2 separate regions of the Anolis sagrei genome follow, and region 2 is linked to region 1. Evidence: chromatin contacts called from public Hi-C data. All regions are on one chromosome and are shown on one strand. Each heading gives the region's core, a stretch centred on a gene start, on an enhancer-like site or on the middle of the called end of the contact. The rest is flanking DNA. Distances are from core to core; before and after follow the strand shown. Region 1 holds the start of AGBL3 (AGBL carboxypeptidase 3). Region 2 holds the start of C5H12orf60 (chromosome 5 C12orf60 homolog).

What was found. A called contact is a pair of places that touch in the nucleus more often than the background predicts.
Region 2: a Hi-C map of mixed tissue shows a contact between it and region 1, with 5 times the contacts expected there. The contact joins the promoter of C5H12orf60 here to the promoter of AGBL3 in region 1. A contact is called at or near these places in 2 of 2 Hi-C or Micro-C datasets (both in mixed tissue).

Annotation. Positions count from the first base shown.
Region 1 is chr5:158,321,888-158,326,545 of rAnoSag1.mat, reverse strand. AGBL3 (AGBL carboxypeptidase 3) reads left to right here and starts at 1,941. Exons shown (of 22, transcript XM_060777216.2): 1 at 1,941-2,104.
Region 2 is chr5:158,494,527-158,499,586 of rAnoSag1.mat, reverse strand. It overlaps C5H12orf60 (chromosome 5 C12orf60 homolog), which reads left to right and starts at 1,637. Exons shown (of 1, transcript XM_060776126.2): 1 at 1,637-2,741. The coding sequence starts at 1,844. The coding sequence ends at 2,632. It overlaps LOC132776036 (matrix Gla protein-like), which reads right to left. Exons shown (of 4, transcript XM_060777204.2): 4 at 4,456-5,060.

The sequences.
Region 1 (4,658 bases), core at 692-3,191:
GGTTTGAATCCCTTCAGGGAGAGAGGGTGAGCTATAAATATATTATTTATGTATATGTTTTTGGGAAATAATTCCAAAGGGAAAGGAGTTAAAAGTCAGAAGACAGCTTTAAAATTATGGTCTTTTTTTCTTTTTTTTCTTTGCTGGCATCAGATATTTATAGCATTGCAGGAATAATAAGAAGTATTTATATCTTAATTCTTCAGTGTTTCGAGTAGACATGCTTTGTAATCATAAAGCACCCTGACATTAACTCATCCTGAACATTTGTGAAATAGTTTCCTGAGTAATTCCCCCCCCCCCCCCCCAAAAAAACTTTAGACATCTTGTTACAGGGGGCATCACTCAGCAGACTCAATGCTGTCAGGTATGTTCAGTTATATCTCTCCTTTTAGTCTCAAAAACTATTATCAGCACGATACATATTGTACTGGTACAAGTAGCATCTCCATTCATGTATTTTCAGATACCTTACAAACACACACACCACCCTACAAAAAAAGACATCGTTACCTAATATTGTCAGGGTATTTTTGTTCCTTTTCACAGGCTTTTAATATTTAAACTTGCTAAAGGTTGAGCATTCCTTATCAGGAATTTCAAAGTCCCCTTATGCACAAGGCTTGGCTGAGATAAGTACACCAGGCCTGGAACAAATTGGGCCCTCCAGGGGTTTTGGACTCCAACTCCCACCATTCCTAACAGCCTGAGGCCCCTTCCTTTTCCCCCTCAGCTGCTTAAGGGGAACAAGAAGGGGCCTGAGGCTGTTAGGAATGGTGGGAGTTGAAGTCCAAAGCACTTGAAGGGCCCAAGTTTGCCCATGCCTGGGTATGATAGCTGGGTCCGGAAGCTCGGAGTATTATGGAGATGCCACAAAGGTGGCTGTGAATAAGGGAAAAGAGGGGGCAGAGCAAGAGCGGGGAGAGCCAAGGAAGGATAGAAAGGAGGGGACACAGGGTAAGGGTTAGGACAAAGTTTAGGGTTTGGGTTAAGGTTAGGGTAAAGGGTTATGGTTAGGGTACAGTTTAGGGTTAGGGTAAGGTTTAGGGGCTGAGTTAGTGTCAGGTTTAGGGTTTGGGTTACGGTTAGGGTAAGATTTAGGGTTAGGGTAAGGTTTAGGGTTTGACTTAGGCTTACAGTATGGTTCAGGATTAGGTTAAGCGTTAGGGTAAGGGTTTCACCATTAAAGAACTCTTACATTACTTCTATATTATCTGTCTCGGGCTGGCTTACATTAGCTAAGTCTCTCTTGCACAAACAGCGCTCCCAACAGAGTGATGCGGCATCTCCGAAACGCTGAGAGCTTCTGGACCCAGCTATCATACTATTACCCATATTTATGCATGGCCATCATGTCTCCTCTCAGCCTTCGCTTCTGAAGGCTAAACATGCCCAGCTCTTTAAACTGCTCCTCATTGGGCTTGTTCCTGAATAACATCTACGAACCCTAATGGGGTAAAAACGAATGAGCACTGGATTAATGCAGTTTGGCATCGCCTCAGCTGCCATGGCCCCATGTTAAGGAATCCTGGGCTTTGCAATTTGGTGAGGCAGTTGGGCACCGTTTCAGCTACCATGGCTCAATGCTAGGGGAGTCCTAGGGAGTTGTAGTTTTACAAAGTATCCAACAGAGAAGGCTGGATACTTTGTAAAACTACAACTCCCTAGGACTCCCCTAGCATTGAGCCATGGTAGCTGAAACGGTGCCAAATTGCATTCATTCTGCAGAGTAGCTGGAGTTTATGAAAGGGCAGGTCAGGGTTTGTTATAGTCTTTGCTCTTCCCTTTCTCCCAATGCAAGAGAGGCTCGTTCTGGAACCGCGAGGAGGGCGGGCCCCATTCCAACGCAGAACCGGTTGCCGGGGCAACGGCCTTTCTCGGCCTCCGCCAATGGAACGCGCGCGCGTGAGGGGGGGGGGTCAGCTGCTCGCGCCTCGGCCATCCCATTCCGGAAGGGACTGCCGAAGCCACGCCCAGCCCTCGCGCCGCTTTGGGAGTTGGCCGCCTGGCGGCTTGGGAGGCGGGACTCCCTCGGGTTCAGCCATGCTGCATTAGGGGCTGTTCTTCCGCCGGAAGTAGCGCCGCTCATTAAGGCGAGGCCCAGGTGAGGGGAGGAGCCGGAAGGCGCGCCTTGCCTTGTAGAATTAGTGCAACGTGACACTGCTTGAACTAGCAGAGGCCCATGCGGTGAAGCGGTGGGAGTTTTACAAGGGCGTTAGCCTCCTCTGTTAAAGAGCTCCCATAATTCCCTAGCATTGAGCTTTACCCGTTCAAGGAATATTGTTTCCAGTTCTGGGCACCACCATTGAAGAGAAATATTGACAAGCTGGAATGTGTCCAGAAGAGGGCGACTAAAATGATCAAGGGTCTGGAGAACAAGCCCTATGAGGAGCGGCTTAAAGTGCTAGGCATGTTTAGCCTGCAGAAAAGAAGGATGAGAGGAGACATGATAGCCATGTAGAAATATATGAGGAAGTCATAGGGAGGAGGGAGCAAGCTTGCTTTCTGCTGCCTTAACTATTAGGAAAAACGTCCAGTCTGAGAGCCGTTCAGCAGTGGAACTCTCTGCCCCAGAGTATATTGGGGGCTCCTTTGGAGGCTTCTAAACAGAGGCTGGATGGCCATCTATCGGGGGTGCTTTGAATGCAATTTTCCTGCTTCTTGGCTTACAACTCTATGATTCTAAGTAGTGTCAGACTGGATGGAGATGCCCCCAGAGATGCGTAGCCATGAAAAAAAGAATTTAATTCTTCATGAAAGCAGATAGATTTTCCAATACCATTCTACCTTTCATCTCCTGCACTCTTTATATCATTAACAATATGAATTGGTTTATATGAATAGGCAGCAGTGATCTTCCAAGTATTTTGCAAGTGCAAAATCACCCCAAGTACCTTTATAGCACTTCCAAGTCACGCATTTTGATTGTAGCACGAACATGTGGAGCAGATCAAAGATGTATCAAATGGGGAGCAATTTTATGTTACAGTAAATCTGTCTTGCAATCAATACACTAGCCCAGGCATGGACAAACTTCAGCCCTCCGGGTGTATTGAACCTCAACTCCCAGAATTCCTAACAGCTGGTAGGCTGTTAGGAATTGCGGGAGTTGAAGTCCTAAACACCTGGAGCGCTGAAGTTTGTCCGTGCCTGCACTAGCCTTTGTTTTGGTTTCTGGCTTGTATGCTATGATGCCATCATATGCAATCCTGTTCTATAGTACTCTTTGGTTCATTTATGGTATGCCTCATTTTTAAACATTTTTTTTACAAATGTTTACATTATAAAATTGGTGGAATTGGAAACATTTGGCTCTTCCCATGTTCACGGACTGCAGCTATCTTCATTGTGTGGTATTCCATTTACCCAAACATTAGGACCACTTTTGTTGTAGTAGGTAGTCTGTGTCTTTACCAGTGGTTCCCAACCTGTGGTCCATGAACCACCAGTGGTCCATAAGAACTAAAATATTGTCCATGGACTCATTGTTTCTGCACTGTTGCAACGAGAATGACTGGTCTTGCAAAACCCTCAAATAGTGCTGAGGCTTATTATGGTTTTCTGTGGGCAAGCAGATGGCGAATACTGGATGGCATATGTTCTGTATCAGAAACTAGAGTTGATGTGGTTTATCCAATGCAGTTTTCTGAATCAGCAACCCAAATAACCAAACCAAGTCTAAAGTTGGCCAAAAATTGATTTGTAACCCTTTTGGTACTAATGTTGAAGAGTGGTCTCTGGTCAAGTAGTCCCTGGTAAAAAAAAAAAAAGGTTGAGAACCACTACTTTAAACTGAGTTAATTATCTTATTATATTCAATATTTGGTTAGAAATGCCCACTGTAATTTTATAATCCCCATCCAGTGTTTTTACAACTATGGTTATTTCCTCCCTTTTTAACTGGACTTGAATTTTTGTCTCCTTTTTAAAATATCTCCTATTGTCTTAAACACACAGCATGAAATAGCAGTTTGAACACTGGAGACTAGAATTTAAATTCATGCTCAGTCATAGATACCCACTGGGTGACATTGGGTAAGTCACATTCTCTCAGCCTCAGAGGAAAGTTAAAGGCAAATCTCCTCTGTACAAAGCTTGCCAGGAAAATCCTTGATTTTGCCTTAGCATCACCATAAGTCAGAAATGACTTGAAAGTACACAACAACAATATTGTCTTCAGAGAGTACTAAGGATTTGAATTAATTTCTGCTCTGTTTTCTCATGGTTATGGAGACTGAAGATAACTCCACAAAATATCAAGTGCCTGTGTTCAGTTTGTTTACATTAATGATGATGATGATTATTATTATTATTTATAAACCACCCTCTCTCCCTGAGAGGTCTGAGTGGTTTACATACAAAAAAGAGCAAACATTCAATGCCATAGTCAACAAAGACAAACAAATCAAAGCAATACAAAACATCAATAGAATTGTGACTACTAAAAAACAAAAATAATATAAAATAGAAATGACACATGCTAATATTTAAATAAACATAGTTACACTAAAAACACAATGTCCTGAAAAATTAAATTGATGAAGAAAATAAATCTTTGACACAGTAATAAGTGCTGTGTTGTTCTTAGCCTGTTGATAAACAAAGTGCCTCCCATCTTGCTTATTGTAGACAAAAAGATCAATAATGTTGCTGTTAAA
Region 2 (5,060 bases), core at 388-2,887, 170 kb before region 1:
GTGGACAGAAGCTCATAGAACTCGGCTCCAAATATATGCAGATTTTCTTTTCAATTGCTGACGTAATGTTCATGCCTCTTTCTGAATATACCAAAACAAATATGCTGCCAATTAAGCAAAAGTTCTCATGGCTAATAAACCACCTGTAAAAATGTTGTGCACATTTTGTCACTGCGTGGAACAAAAATGTGCTTTAAGCATGGCGTTCCAACTCATAATGCATTTCAAATGGTATCTTCATTGTTGAGCAAGGAAACACTCTTTATGGGAGAGGTGAGCAAAGTGTGGACTGCATTTTTTCCCTGTACTCTGTTGTCCACCATCATCCACAATTCCCATTTTCAATAGAACCTTACTAAAGCCCCCAAAGGCATAACTGGGCTTTGAGAAGGTGGGCCTGTTTTAAGGCTGTGCTGATCTAAATTTGGGCAGGGGAAATGTATGACTTTCAATACAATTTATGTGTAGCATACTATAATTAAATGTTGCACTAATGGGATGCATCTGGGGCAGTTCCAGGGCAGAATGCTCTCACAGATGGATTATTCTGTTGAAGTGGACAACCCCAGGGTATCAACTCACCATATATTCTTTCTACAAGTGTGAGATAGGAGGATCTCTTCAGTAGATCTTAGTCTTTGGACAGGTATACGTAGTAGAGATGCTCCTCCAAGTATCAGGGTCCCAAGCCAATTAAGGCTTTGAATGTCATCACCAGCACCTTGAATTTGGATAAGTGTCTTGGTAGTCAAGGACCTAAGAGCTGGCAAAACCACCTCTGAGTATTCCTTGCCTTGGAGTAATCTTACACAGATAGCTTTGAAGACACATACACATACACACACACATTGATAGCCAGGGCAATTCCTTTAAAACTGGTTATATGGTTTCTATATTATATTATATTATATTATATTATATTATATTATATTTTGTATTATATTATTTAGTTTCTACAGTCAGCAATTCTACTGCTTTTTCCATATCATCCAAAACATAATTGAAGACTTATCTCTTCCGGCAGGCCTACCCAGCCAATTTCAATCACATATTTTAAATGTGTGTCTTGTGTTTAATATTTTTTCTGTGCATTTTAATATACATTTTGTAGAAATATGTTTTAATGTGTGTATTTCATAGAATGTTTTAGATGATTATATTTTTTAGCTATGTTGTAACCTGCCTTGAGCCACTGTAAGAAATGAAATTATTCTTATTTTATCTACAAGGACATTCACATGTATGCATTATAGTAGTCAAATCTGGAAGTTTTCAAAGCTTTAAGTATTGTTGCTGAATTGGTAGTTTTGGTTTAGGAAAATGAATAGTGGGCACCTGGTCCCTAGCACTTCATACTGGGGTCTCCTAGGGGAGGGCAAGACATCTCCTCACCTTTGGACCTCATACAGTGTCCAGACATAAATCTGGCATTTGTGCAACCTCAACTGATTCAAGTGGCAAAGAGAAATAGTTTTTTGTGGCTGCTAGTAGGAAGCCTGCCATTGGGTACTCAAAATCAGGTCAATAATGTAGGCAGTGGCATATGAGTGCAGAATAGGCTTTTCACAACTTTGTGCTTTCAGTAAATGTTACACTGTAACTCATTTATGCAGTTAACTTTTTAATTATGAATATTTCCAATATTTATAAAACAGGAAACTGTAGAACTAAATATTTATTGTTTTATTCATCATATAATAGGCTTACTTCACTCTGGTTTTCTAATAAGTGCTGCTGATGGGATTTCCGAAGATATATGGCTGAGACAACCATTTGATTGATGTTCTTCCACTGAGTATTCTCCAGTTTGTATTTTTGTGGGACACATCCCATTTTTTTGAAAATGATGTCCTTTTTTGGTGCAGACAAGGAAAAGGCAAGACTGGTCAATGCTAGTCGTGGTCTATATGACTGTGTCTACATGTTTGTCTCTTGCACTAACACTCTATTCCGAATGTTCAACCAGTTCCTCAAAACAGAATTCCCGATTATTATAGTGAGGGAAAACCTTAGTATCAAGGAGAATCTTCAGCTCCTGATGAGTTCTCTGAGAGAGATGCAAGAACTCGTGGAGTCAAAAGATAAAGAGATCAAGGAGAAAATCAGCCATCCTTTGTATTCCAAGATTACTAAAGCTAGCTCCTCTTCTACGGATGACAAAATTAAACTTCTAAGGGACATGGCTGTTCAGTATAAAGGGGTTTATGACAACATCTGTGGTCCTGTTTCAATAATCTTATTGAAACATGGCAATCTCATAGAGAAACTAGAGGCTGCTATTCGGGACTCATCAAGCACTCCTGTGCTGTCTCTTCGAGTGAGTGACCTTCTGATGACTTATGAAGAAATTACTAAAGTACTTCCGGACGTCACCACAAGTGCATCCAGTGTAATGCTGCCAACAGACTCAAGGGCTCGCAGCATGTCTATAGGAACTGCAACTTTCTCACTTACCAGTTTCATGCGGATCCTAGCTGTTCGAGGACAGTCTTCTTCAAAAAATACCGTTGAAATAACTACGGATTGCCTGGAAGAAACTGTTAAAACACTGAGGCCTGTTTGTGAAAGTTTTCAAAAGACTGTTAAGATGGTAGAAGAATATGTCACATTGATAATTGACAAGCTGCAGTGAAGCAGAAGGTGATTGCTCGAGTCTTAGAAACCCGCTTCTCTTTATGCAGCAGGGAAATTGTGCAAATAAAAAAGAGAAAATGTCATATTTTCTTTATCTGCCATTTTGATGTAAAATATTAAGTATGCTTGATTTAGTTAATGAAATATGCATATATATATATATATATATATATATATATATATAGTTTTTGTGTCAGGAGCGACTTGAAAAACTGCAAGTCACTTCTGGTGTGAGAGAATTGGCCCTCTGCAAGGACGTTGCCCAGGAGACGCCTGGATGTTTTACCATCCTTGTGGGAGGCTTCTCTCATGTCCCCACATGGGGAGTTGGAGCTGACAGATAGATAACTACAGCTAAAAAAACAGATAATAGAAAACTACAGCTAAAAAACTTGGCTGTACAACAAACCTTTTGTTGAAGTTTTGTTTTTTTCAATTTCTGCATAGCTTTTTCAGATTCTATCACTGGCATAAGCCCTAAAGCACTGCACTATTACACGTGAACATGTACCTCAAAGTGTTATTTGGTCAGGAGAGCATTTGAAAATGTCTATTTTGAAAGAAAAATACCATCTGTAGAAACAAAGTAGCCAACTGTGAATTTGAGGTAATTTGTGTATAAATAATGTGCATGTTGCTGTTCAGCGCATCTTTCTTGGGATTTAAAGAATTGAAGAGCGACTGATTTCTTTGCTCTTCACCATTTGGTGCATCAGATACTGGGAAGTCCAATTGTCAAAGACAACAAAAAAGAATTAAGAGATATGAACTCCTGGGGCATAAATACAATAATCTTTTCCTAAATCTAAAATTCTACCCATATGTTTTCCTGCTACATTATTCACTACATGAAATTTCCACGTGGGGGCAGCAAAATCACAGAAATGTTTGAAGTATCAAAAAGCGAGTCTGATTCACTTGGTGTGTTTCAGCATAGACACAGACAAGGATAGTTAGTTACAGCAAGGGCAAAATATTTCCTCCTCAAATAACCATTTCTATCTTGCTACATGAAATGAAATGTTTCATTTGAAATGTGCTGCTGAAAGAGAGTTGTATACCATGTGATTATCACAAAGATATGGACCTATGAGCAAATCAAGTCTGAATTTCCCTTACATTCAAAATGACTAAACTGAGAGTGCATCTGCACTGTAGGATTAATGCAGTTTCACACTTCTTTAACTGCCATGTCCCAATGCTATAGAAACCCGGGATTTGTAATTTTATAAGGTCTTTAGCCTTCTCTGCCACAGAGTGCTGATACCTCACCAAACTCCAGCTCCCAGGAATTCCTAGTGTTGAGCTATGACAGTGTGTCAAATTGCACTAATTTTTCAATGTAGATATAGATGTACCCTGAGGCTATCATGGTCAAGACATAATCCTGAGACAACATGAGAACATAAATCCAGTAGTGTCCAACTCTTGGGGTTCATGCTCATCTCCATTTCTAAGTCAAAGAGCACGCGTTGTCCGTAGACACCTCCAAGTTCATGTGACCAGCATGACTGCATGGAGCACTGTTACCTTCCCTCCAGAGCAGTACCTATTGATCTATTCATATTTGCATGTTTTCGAACTGCTAGGTTGGCAGTAGCTGATGCTGACAATGGGAGCTCATGCTGTTCCCCAGATTTGAACCTGTGACCTTGGTAAAGTGAGAAGCAGTAGAAAGAACAGAATTCTTATTTGGAGGCAATATCCCCATTTTACTTCCCTGCCCACACTATAGGTATACCTCTCTTGGACCATGTCAGTTCTCTGTCTTGCTGAGTGAAACATTTCCTCCTATTCACACATAATAGACATTGGACAATGTTTTGTCTTTTCTTTCTTTAATAAGTTCTTTTCTGGTAAGAAAAAAATATGGAAAGAGCAGGGGTGGACACTACAGAGTTAGAAATGTAAGAATAGATTTCCTGGACCTCCCATAAAATTCTGTGAAGAAGGCCAAATGGTTGTACAGGTTCTTCATCTGAGGCATGAAATGGCAAACACTGTTGGTTGTAAAGTTTTCTCTCCACAGGTAAAGATTAAAGATTATGCCCTCAAAGCTTCTGAAGAACATGGTTCCCTTGGATATTTTGCAGCAACACTGGGTTTCACAAGCACAAAAATGATAGAGCAGTGGTTCCCAACCATTACTACACTGTTGCCTCGTGGCAATGAGAGCAACTGGTCTCGCGAAACCCTCTTATAGTTCCAAGGCAACAGGGATGTCAGGTGGGGATAGGCTGACTACTACAAGGCATATGTTCTGTATCAGAAACTAGAGTTGATTTGGTCTATCCAATGCAATTTTCTGAATTAACACCCCAAATAACCAAGTTGATAAAAAAAACTGATTCGTAACCCTTTTGGTACTAATATTGGAGAGTGACCCCTAATCAAAGTGGTCCCTGGTCAAAAAAAGGTTGGGAACC